Linked DNA regions of Mus musculus: region 2 is linked to region 1. Evidence: chromatin contacts called from public HiChIP or PLAC-seq data. All regions are on one chromosome and are shown on one strand. The core of a region is the stretch at or near the end of the contact, and the rest is flanking DNA. Distances in the headings are between cores, read along the strand shown.

Region 1 (5,478 bases), core at 2,135-4,634:
AAAACAATGACAAAAATTATCATTAAAATACATGTGCCTGCTTTGGTTTTTTTTTTTAAATAAAAGCTCAAATTTGTCTCTAATGAGAAATAATGAATTAAAGAGAATAATTGTGCAAGGCCTCAAATAAGCATGCTAACTGCCATACTTCCCCAACTTTGAATGCCCTGAAGTAGTAGGCCTACCAGACATAGGTGGAAGAGGGTACTAGCATCTTCCACTCACTCTTACATGGAGAGTCTGCATCTCACCTGGATATCCCTGCAGACCCCAGACTTAGTACATTCCCCAGAATCATCATCTTTCCCCATAGGAAGCAGTCACACCCATTGGTTAATCCTTAGAAGTTAATAGTCTGATATATTATGCTTTGCTGTTGAATTTCCTTTAAAACTTGCTTTATTACACAGACTTGGCTGTAGTGGTAGGGTGCTGCCCTAGCGTGCCTGAAACCCTGGATTCAGCCCTAACCCCAAACTAAAATAGACAGAAGTGTAATGCTGAGAGGGGAAACTGGAAGAGCAAGAAGAAAACAATCTGGGTACTGGTGACCCATATCTGTGGTTTTAGCCACTCAAGAGGCTGAGGCAGCAGGATCGTTGGAGCCCAGTAGTTTGAGACCAGTTGGATAACATGGTAAGACCCTGTTTCAATGGAAGAAAGAAGGGGAGGGGCTGTAGAGAGGGTTCAACTGGTCAGAGAAGACCAGTATGACAAACTTGCTTTCAGCTTCCTAAAGATTTTTCTCTGTGTGTATTAACTTGACGAGTCTCTCTCCTTTTTCATTAGTTTTCCATTTTTCAAGCCACAGCTCTCCACATCCCACACAATATAATGGTGGGTAGTTTGAAAAGGCCTTCACTTTTGAGGAATCTGTGCCCATAGCAGAAGCTGGTTGGTTGTGGGGCAAGTGAACTGTGCCACCAGACACAAGAAGTGGTAAGGTTGAGTGACCTCAAACCCCATGAAGCTCAGAACTGAGGTGTGGAGCCAGGTCCTGCCAAACTCTACCTGCTTTGGAACATGTAAATGTCACCCCACTGAGAGGACCATGGCAGCCAGCCACGTAGCATTAAAAACCTGATGTTCTCCATGCTAATGAAGTCTCTAGATAGGCCCCTAGTGTTCAGCCAATGAGCTTCCCTTCCTGGACATTCCTTCCTGCAAAAGATATTTAATCCCTAGTTCACCCTGAGTAAGGCATATGCATTCATAGTCACCATCAAATAAAGCAGTTTGAACAAGCAAGGACTGTCCCTTCATCAAAGATCGCCATGGGGGGAGGCCTTTGGCATAAAGAACTGTGCTTAAATCTCCCAAGGAAGGCTTTCTCTTCTCTTCCAGCCCCTCCACACTCTGGGCACTCACTCGGAACCAAACCAGGTTCAGTCCCCATACAGGGCTCTGCCTTCCTCTTCCTGCTTGGTTCATGAAGGTCCTGAAGGGAAGTATGGACTGAGGATCCCCGTTCCAGACTCCCAGTGGTACAGCAGTGATGCCTGTGTACACAGGAGACGGGGAGCCACAGCAGCCATCCCAGACGCCTCTGCTTCCCACCCAGGAAAACATGGCTCCCCCCATTGCAAACTGTTTTGCCTCCCCTAAGTGGCATGCCAGCCGCTCTAGGCACCCCAGCAATGAGGCAGGATGCAGCCCAACAGTTGCTAGCAATCATCCTTGACTTTCGAAGCCAGTTTCCTCAGATGTTTGTGTGATTGGAGGAAGTAGACTGTTACTTGAAAGTATTAAATGGCCTCTTTCCAACTCTGGAAGAGAGGCTGCAGTGTGGCCATTGTGCTGCAGTTAGGTCCTGGTTCAATCCCTTCTCTCCCTGAAGCCGTACCTTGGCCACTTCTTGGAGCCTGTGTCTCTGTTACTTAAATGGCCCTGAGTGGGGTCTATAGTAATTTTTGTACACCCTTCCCAGGGCGTACTTGGAATTCTAGATTTGTGTGTAAAAGTCGTTTATCCGGAAGAAATCCGAGGGACACAGGGTGAGAGCACCCATGAATTAGGTCAAAGTCAACTTAAAAGTATACCTCCCAGCAAGGTGGTAACTAAGGCCGAGGCAGAGGAAGCTCCAGTCCAGAGCCAACTGGGCTACAATAACAGGACCATGCCTCCAAAACAGGAACATCAACAAAAACGTGGTCTTTCTACTCCAACAGCAAGGATTACACACAATATTAGATGCATCCCCAGGAACATAAAAGATCTGAAAGTCACTCAGTTGAAGGTGAGCTATGCACAAATAATAATAATAATAATGATGATGATGATGATGATGATCTGTGTTTCTTAGTCACTTTTCTCCCGGCATAACAGAACACCATGACCAAGGTAACTTATAAAGGAAGTTATAATATAGTTATATATAACTTATAGTTGGAGGCTCATGGTTCATGATCATCATGGTGGGAAACATAGTGGGAGGCAGGCAGGCAGGCAGGCAGGCAGGGATGGTGCTGGGGCAGTAGCTGAGAGCTTGCACCGTGGTCTATGTGAGGCAGAGAGAAGAAAGAACACACTGAGAATAGCCTGGACTTTTGAAAACTTAAAGGCAGTCAGTCCTCTTCCAACAAGCCCACATTCCTAATCCTTCAAACAGTTCCACCAACTGGGGACCAAGCATTCTCACGTGAGCCTAGGGGGGGCCACTCTCATTCAAACCACCACAAAGTAATTTCCAATCACGTGGATCTACTCATTACACTTGAGTAGCCCTTAACGTCATCACTTATCTTGTAGCTTATGCACTGCTCTGTTTTTATATTTTACTGATTGGACCGTGCAGCTGATTGACAGCAGTTTGTCTTTTTATTATTGTTTTTGGTTGGTTGGTTGGTTGGTTTGGTTTGGTTTTCCAGACAGGGCTTCTCTGTGTAGCCCTGGCTGTCCTGGAACCTACTCTATAGACCTGACTGGCCTTGAACTCAGGTATCTGCCTGTTTTTGCCTTTGGTATGCTGGGATTAATGGTATGTGCCACCACTGACTGGTGTGATAGCAGTTACCTGTAATAACATAGCTTTCTAGAAAACTCTCAGGGATCCCCAAATTTTCAAATATAATCTGCACTTGTCCCCACAACTGTCTTTGTTGATGAAACCTTTTGCTGAAAAGTCCATTAAAATTTAATTTGCCTCTCATTTCTTGCCTGTGGTCCTGTGTTAAGAATGAAAGTGAATTGACCTTTGACATTCTTGCCTGTGTTTTGGTTTAGAGGTGTGTGTGTGTGTGTGTGTGTGTGTGTGTGTGTGTGTGTGTGTGTGTGTGTGTGTAGCAAATTTCCTCCATGTGCCACTGTGTGCCCAGGTCAAGCAAGAGCTGTCTCCAGTAATTCTCTTCCCATCTAGGGAATAGCACACACCACAGATACATGAGTTCCTTGTTAACAGCGCCATCTGGTGGCCTCCGAATAACAAGACAGCGCAGTATGGCAACTTGTGGTTGTGCAGACCGTATTCTAATACAGTAAAGCAGTTGCTTCTTGTGGCCTCATCAGCTCCCTTTCCCTGGAGCCTCCTTCCCCAGCAGCCCTTTCCCAGACTGCCCCTCACCCACTCGGCACGTTGGCTCCAGAAAGTTCAAGCTGGTCCCGTTGGCTCTGGGCCCTTCTGCCTGTAGCCTCCTGGGCAGTAGGGAAAGCTGCTAGTAGCAGCCTGGGTGGAGAAACGTGAACTTAACCTCGTGGGTTTGTGCCCGGGGCCACCTTGAACCAGGCCTGGCTGGGATTCTAGTGCTAGAAGGCCCGTGATTTACTGTCTCCCTGGGCAGCAGGTGGCCAGGGTATTTTTAGCATCTGGAGTTTTTAGGGCAAGGCTGGGGGAGGGTAGAACAGTGAGCTCCGAGGACATCGGTTCTTTCAAGGTCTGAGTTCAAAAATCTCCAGACAATGGGCCCTTCCCCTAACACTCTTGGGTTTGGGTGTAGGGTGTCCATGATAAAAGCCACGCACGCCGCCGCCGTTCATTTGCCTTTTCCATTTGTTAGGCAGTAAGTGGAAGAGAGAATGGAGTGGATTTGGGATGCCAACTTGGCAGGCATTCAAGGAAAGCCTGACTGTTGTTAGTGCCCAGCGCAGATCTGTCCCTCTTCAAAGCACTTCTGTTCGCTGTATTGTCCAGCCCTCATTAATCCCATGAACCCCAAAGACGATTATCATATTCTACCAAAGAACTTGGCAAGGAAAGCTGAGAGGTCTGCCTGGTGCCATGGGTACGGGAGGGAGGATCTGCGGCTACACTGCCACAGAGCTAGATCCTAGCTGTGTGCTCAGTGAGACTGGATTGGAACCGCTCGCTCTGCAAGAGGATTGGAACCGCTCGCTCTGCAAGAGGCGTGCTCCCCTGCCTCTTAGCTTTCTCCGGAATGGTTGGTACAGCGCTTAACATGTGCTCCTGTGAGACTGAGCACGTTAAAAACCCTCCTTAGACTGGCTTTCCTGCTTCAGCTCAAGCAGTTATTTATGGAACAGGCCCTGAGTGTATTCTATCATCATTGTCTTCCAGAGAGGGGGACATCTCAGAACAACCATAAAGGGGTGAGGGGTCAGCGACTCTCTGTTCCAGCCAGGAGAGGACCAGGGGATAGTCCTAAATCCAGGAGAGAGAATCCTCAATTATGTGAGCCCCCTTCCCCTTGCCTGACCCTCTGGGTCCCTGCATTGCCCCCAGCTGGGTTCCCCCAACATAACCATACCTGAAGAATAACCACAAGTGACATCATTCATGGAAACTGGTGGTGATGGGACCAAGAGGGGACCCACCTCCCAGAGACTTTATGGGGTTCTGGCCCAGGGGAGTCACCTTCATCATCACTTCTGTGGGCACCAAGAGGCAGAAGCTAGGCCCAGGCAGGCACTTCCCACTCCTGCTGTGTAGCCCTGAAGTATAGACACACCAGCAAGACTGAGAAACTTCTGTGCCCTCCAAGGCACTCAAAGCTGAATGCACAGAACCCAGAGTCGAACACAGATGGGCCGGACATGTTTGTTAAGTTAAGAATTGAAACCCAGAGCCAGGCGTGGTGGCACACGCCTTTAATCCCAGCACTCGGGAGGCAGAGTCAGGTGGATTTCTGAGTTCGAGGCCAGCCTGGTCTACAAAGTGAGTTCCAGGACAGCCGGGGCTATACAGAGAAACCCTGTCTCAAAAAACCAAACCAAACCAAAAAAAAAAAAAAAAAAAGAGAGAGAGAGAGAGAGAGAGACTTGAAACCCAGGACTCAGTGGTAATCAAGAGGGACTCCAGAAAGCCCTGCAGGTTACAGACACTTATTTGACACCCTCCCTTCCTCCCAGAAGTGAATGAGCCCAGGGTTGAAGACAAGGGCATTTCTCAAAGAAGTTCCAGATGACAGCCAATGTATCCCAGCTGATAGCAACCTGTTGGCAAAATGCCATATAGTATAGGTAGTGCTTATGAAACAGCGGGCCTGATCCTGAAAGAGTTTACCTCTTCCTGCTCAGACCATAGGG
Region 2 (5,478 bases), core at 1,161-3,660, 900 kb before region 1:
TATCATGTGTGATCAGGAGGAAAGAACACATTTCTGACCAATTCAGGTCCTTGGCCTATTCAGAGAGCTCTCTGGGGATAGTTAATGACTCCTGGAACTGAAAGGGAGAGGATGAAAAATCCAGACCAGTCTAGCTTCCTTTCTGGGGGCAGTCTTGAGAAGCCAGGGTCCTGGTGGAAAAGTATGTCTTTTTTCAGAGCCAAGTAGAAGTTTCTGGCAGTTTCAAGGATAGTCAAAACACACCACAAGAAACAGCTGGCCGAAGGGGAGTCAAGTGTGTAGGATGTGACAGGTAGGAAAGTCCTCAAACACCATGAAGCTGAAATGAAAGAGCAGTGCTGCAGAGGCCCAGGTCACTCATCTGCCACAAACTCTAGCTTAGGGGAGGCACCGAGAAGCACTGTGACCAGGGAGGTAACCGACTTTATGGATTCTATGCTCATGTGCATGTGCCTGGGCCTGGGAACAGAAACCCAATTGATGCTTCTGCTCCCCGTGTTTGTGTTTCCTTTAAGACATGAAAACAGGCATGGTGGCACACACTTTTAATCCCAATACTCAGGAGTCAGAGGCAAGTAGATCTCTGTGGGTTTGAGGCCAACCTGTTCTGCATATTGAGTTCCTGGCCAGCCAGGGCTACATAGGAAGACCTAATTTCAAAAGAAGAAGAAGAAGAAGAAGAAGAAGAAGAAGAAGAAGAAGAAGAAGAAGAAGAAGAAGAAGAAGAAGAAGAAGAAGAAGAAGAGGAGGAGGAGGAGGAGGAGGAGGAGGAGGAGGAGGAGGAGGAAGAGGAGGAGGAGGAGGAGGAGGAGGAGCAGGAGGAGCAGGAGGAGCAGGAGGAGCAGGAGGAGCAGGAGGAGGAAGAATAAGAAAAGGATAAGAATAAAGAGGAGGAGGAAGAGGAGAAAGAGAAGAGGAGTAGGAGGGAGATATGGGGGCTGGAGAGAGCATTCAGTGGTCAGAACACTTACTAGTCTTGCAGAGGTCATGAGGTCCTTTCCCCAAACCCAAATGGTGGTCCACAACCTACTATTACCCCAGTTCTAGGGAACCTAAAACTGTTTTTTGGCCTCTCTGGGCACCAGGCACAGACATGGTATATATATACATAAATAAATGCTGGTATTTATGCACATAAAATAAAAACAAATCTTAAAAATAAAAAGGAAAGAAATGCACACAGCCATCCATAGCCCTTAGCTCTTTATCTAGGGGTGACACGTCATGAGATTTTTTTTCTCATCCACAAACAACAGTAAATGAATGCAGCAGGCTGTATTTACATAAAAACACAACTGAGCACATATATGTGTGAGCAGTGACAATAATTAAAAAAGAAATTATAAATTTGAGAGGGAGTTGGGCAACATGGGAGGAGGTGCGGGGTGGCAGAAATTATGTCACTACAGTACTCATGTGTAAAATTCTCAAAAAGACAAATGTGTAGGTTGACCTGTTAAAGAGCTGAAACAGACTCAGGAAGATATGAGCTCAAAATGCTGACTAATGGCTCAAAAAAATTAGCCATATCATTCTGTTCTTCAATTCCCCATGTCTCTCATCAGAAAGACTCACCAGCTCCCTTCTCCAGATCCCTTTTTTATCCTTTCAAAAAAGAAACAAACCACCTTTCAAAAAAGGTGGGGACCCGAAGAAAGACTGTCCCAAGAGACACCCCGAATCTAATAATAGATCCTCTTCTCTTCAGCCACATGAAAACCCCACAACTCATCCCTCCTGCTTTTTAACATTTAGAATCTCATTATATGTAGACACCGAGTCTTAAGAGTTTAATTTCCTCCCTGGTAGTATTAATCCGCTAGCCTTCTGCCTTTCCTCATGAACGGAGAGAAAGAATCTGCTTTGCACAAGTGTAGCTGTAGCATACCAACAAACCAAGGATGCTTTAAATATAAAAGGGCTACCCAGTGGCATGTGAAGGAACAGGCAAGACCACTGTGCTGGCCAGCTTTGGAACCGGAGACTAAGTTCTGAAAAACCTACACAAAAGAAAGAAAGAGAGGGAGGAGGGGACAGGGATGAAATGAGCATAAGAAGTGAAAGGCAGACTTTACAGTCACGGGCAGTTGTTGTTTGAGTACTCTCTATGTTGCCTCAAGACACAGCTGTACATAAAATACTCTGCCTCTCTCCTCTCTAATGGAGTCATATTCATTTCTACTTAACGAGAATCACAAATGCTATTTCGAAACTGCTCGGTTCTGAGGAGCACTGTCTAGTTGGGTGTTTCTTACGCACTCGTTGGCATGGTTATGCCCGCCTAATATAAATGTCGGTAGCCTTTCAAAGGCCTTCACAGGACATCTTTTGAGCATGCCAGTTACCATGGTCACCAGTGTACCCATTTGCAAGGAAAATTGGAAGCCATGCTCATTACGTCAAGAACTACATCGGGCGATAAAGAGAGCATGCTTGCTTCAGAGTTGGCAACTGGTTATTTGTTAGACTCCCTGCCCACACAGTTCCATCAAACAATGTCTCATTCAACTGCCGAAGTCAAAGTTTACAGCTCTGATCTTTCCAACTGGAGCTGAGTGTGCCCGTGAATGCAGAACCTTCCCTAGCAGACTCAGCTCAGCAGAGGGCGACCTATTCTGGTGACTTTGTAAGAACAAAAGAGCCAAGTCATCAGATGGGGCGTGGAGAGAAGCCACAAAACAGTGCATTCTTTTTCAAAAGATGTACTTTTTATCTTCTGTGCATGTATTTGTGTATATTATTGGATATATCTGTGTATGTTATTTTTTTGTGTGTTTATGTGTGCCACAGGCATGCAAGTAGCTTTGGAGGCAAGAGAAGACCATCAGACTCCTGGGAACTGGAGTTGCATGTGGCTCTCTCAGATCCTCTGACAGCTGATTCATCTCTCCAGCTAAAACAATCTCCATTCTAGGACCTTCTAGCATGAACTACATACTTCACCTGGGCTGTGACACTCCTGTGTTTCTCTAGCCAAAATTTTCGGTGAGTGAGAGAGATCATCTGTAAAATATCTCAATCTAAGCCACCCACAGTGTCCTGCATTTTAATCTCAGCATTTGGGAGGCAGAGGCAAGCAGATCTCTATGAGTTCATGGCCAGCCTGGTCTACATAGTGAGTTGCAGGTCAGCAAGATCTGGATAGTGAGAACCTGACTAAACTAGACAAAACCAAATACTGTACTCTCCAGAGTTCTGTGATTCTAAAGCACTCTGACTTCATGCATTTGTGTCATCTGTTCAAAAGCACATGTTCATAAGTGCACAAACACACACACACACACACATACACACACATACACACCCACATACACACACATACACACACATACACACACACACACACAGAGAGAGAGAGAGAGAGGGAGAGAGAGAGAGAGAGAGAGTGAGCTTTCTTTAAAAGATTTGTGAGGTTGAGAATTTAATTGACATACTTGACACTTTTACATGGTATATGGCACATGCTCACGCACACACACACACACACACCTATCCTTTTCTTTACAATCCAACCTGAAAACATGTTCCACAGCTCACCTAAACTCTGACTTGAGAGTTCACATGAGAACAGCTGACTTATTTATTCTAAGTGAGGCCGTCCAGAACCAGGAGAACACTGTACATTGTCACTCATGTGGAGGTCCCAGTATTGAATCTCTAGATGTGTGTTTAATTTGGAGTATCTGTAGAACCCAGGAAAATATCAAGGGGCTTTTAGTGAGGAGGAGGAAGAAAACTATTGAGAGAGGACTAATAGTACACAGGTGATGACAGAAAGAAAGAGGGGAATGGTGGGGAGAGAAATTTAAATGGAGAGGGGTGGAGATTATACCTCTGGGGCTCCCAGAGAAACCCAAACAATTCAGGGTATCATGCTCTCAGTTGCCCACCAGAACTTGACCGTGACACATCGTTGCTAAAGACATTATTCACATCAGTCACAGGGCATGGAGAAATCAAGTTGGCACTGACTGACCAAGAATTCCCAATGCTGATTAGTGTTCCTAGTACCGTTAGGCACTTTATGAGGGAGAATATTCATTAGTAGTGTTATCCAACCGCAAAATCTGTGAACTACAATAGTATGCCCATGGGTGTAATAGTGGAATGAATGCTATGGGGGTAACTAACCAGTTCATGAGGAAATGCGTACTTGGTACTATAAATTTGGTCAATAACTGGTAGCTAGGGAGTCCATAGGCTCTAGGAGTGAGGCTATTACTGTTCTTTTACTAACTAGACTTAGAATCAAGCTATTGTCTACATTCTGAGCATGTATCACTCTACCCAAGGAGCAATGCTGCTTCAGATCCCATGGGGAAGTTGTTGCAGCAGATGGTCTTTAAGGTAGACTCATAACTAGTCAAATACAGAGAACCCGTGTCTGTGTAGTGCTCAGCCACAAATATGACATGCGCATCCCTGCCTCTATCCCAAGGCTCACTGTGGAAGATGCTGTGGAAAAAGTGAAAGAGCCAGAAGTCCAGGAGAACCTATCTGTGTGAAACAGTGCCTTCTGGATGTGACAGGACTTCTCCTCCCATGAGTCAGAGCAGCTGTGGTCATCTGCACTAGACCTACATCAACTCAGGCCAATCAAGCCCATGAACCCTAACTCTAGTTGATAGCTTCAGAAGGACGAGGAGCCAGTTTTCTTTAAGTGTGCGGCCCCTGGTGTGTTGCCCAAACTCCAATGGATGACTCTATACCCATGAGTACATGGGCAACACACACACACACACAAAAATCAAAGAGTGCATGAAGTCGAGAGAGGGCAGGGTGGCTCTGGAGGAGCTAGTGGGAGAAGTGGGGTGGAAATACAATCAACATACATTGTGTTCATATATAAAATACTCAAAAGATTAATAAAAATATTATATAAAAGGGCTAAAGTACACACTCCAGGGTAGGATTTTAAGATGCTAACGAGATATGCCATGCATTAAGTTGTGGGTGGGACTCCATGCAACAGAGCACATACAGAGAAAGTATGTGTTACACGAAGGAGTAAAAAAGCCCCCAAGTGTGACATGAAGTCCCTACCATTTGGACAATAGGTATTGAAGTCACTAAACATTCTTTCTTTGCTCTGGCTTGCTGCACCTAGGAAGCCCATCTTTTTCAGATAAAGAATGCTGCCTCTACTGAGAGCCAATACACATCCATTCTTGCACTGTAGCTGCTGTTTTTTTAGCTTCCTTCCAAATTCTAATAGAAGGTCCTGGAAGCCGGTGTGAAAGCAGAAGAATTCATTGAAAAGGGGATAATGTAACAGAAATTAGATATGCCAGAATTTATTTCTTCCAGGAAAAAGTAAAGTTACACTAAGAAAAGGCATGTATTTACACATGTGTATACATGTGTCCACACATCCTGCTGCGTTCATAATTCTGCCTTGATGGTATTGAATATGATAATTACGAAATGTTTAAAGTTTACATTTTGTATCAGGAAGAGCAGATTTATCCACGGACACCT

Evidence for each region. HiChIP or PLAC-seq counts read pairs in DNA pulled down with a chosen protein or histone mark.
Region 2: a contact with region 1 is called in an H3K27ac HiChIP or PLAC-seq map of stem cell-derived neural progenitor cells, with 5 times the contacts expected there. The contact joins two enhancer-like sites. A contact is called at or near these places in 2 of 39 promoter capture datasets (maxillary cranial neural crest and stem cell-derived epiblast-like cells), 2 of 15 datasets of contacts at CTCF or cohesin (the NIH/3T3 cell line and large pre-B cells), 1 of 484 Hi-C or Micro-C datasets (bone marrow-derived macrophages) and 1 of 115 datasets of contacts at active chromatin or transcription factors (stem cell-derived neural progenitor cells).

Annotation. Positions count from the first base shown.
Region 1 is chr14:61,329,412-61,334,889 of GRCm38.p6, reverse strand. No RefSeq gene overlaps it. Among named protein-coding and RNA genes, the nearest start is that of Gm25716, 11 kb to the left of the region's middle. Within about 2 kb of position 3,384, at least 57 of the 459 cell types and tissues checked have an H3K27ac peak or open chromatin away from gene starts, as enhancers often do. A contact at or near this core is called in stem cell-derived neural progenitor cells, where this site is marked.
Region 2 is chr14:62,223,788-62,229,265 of GRCm38.p6, reverse strand. No RefSeq gene overlaps it. Among named protein-coding and RNA genes, the nearest start is that of Gm35419, 56 kb to the right of the region's middle. Within about 2 kb of position 2,410, at least 47 of the 459 cell types and tissues checked have an H3K27ac peak or open chromatin away from gene starts, as enhancers often do. A contact at or near this core is called in stem cell-derived neural progenitor cells, where this site is marked.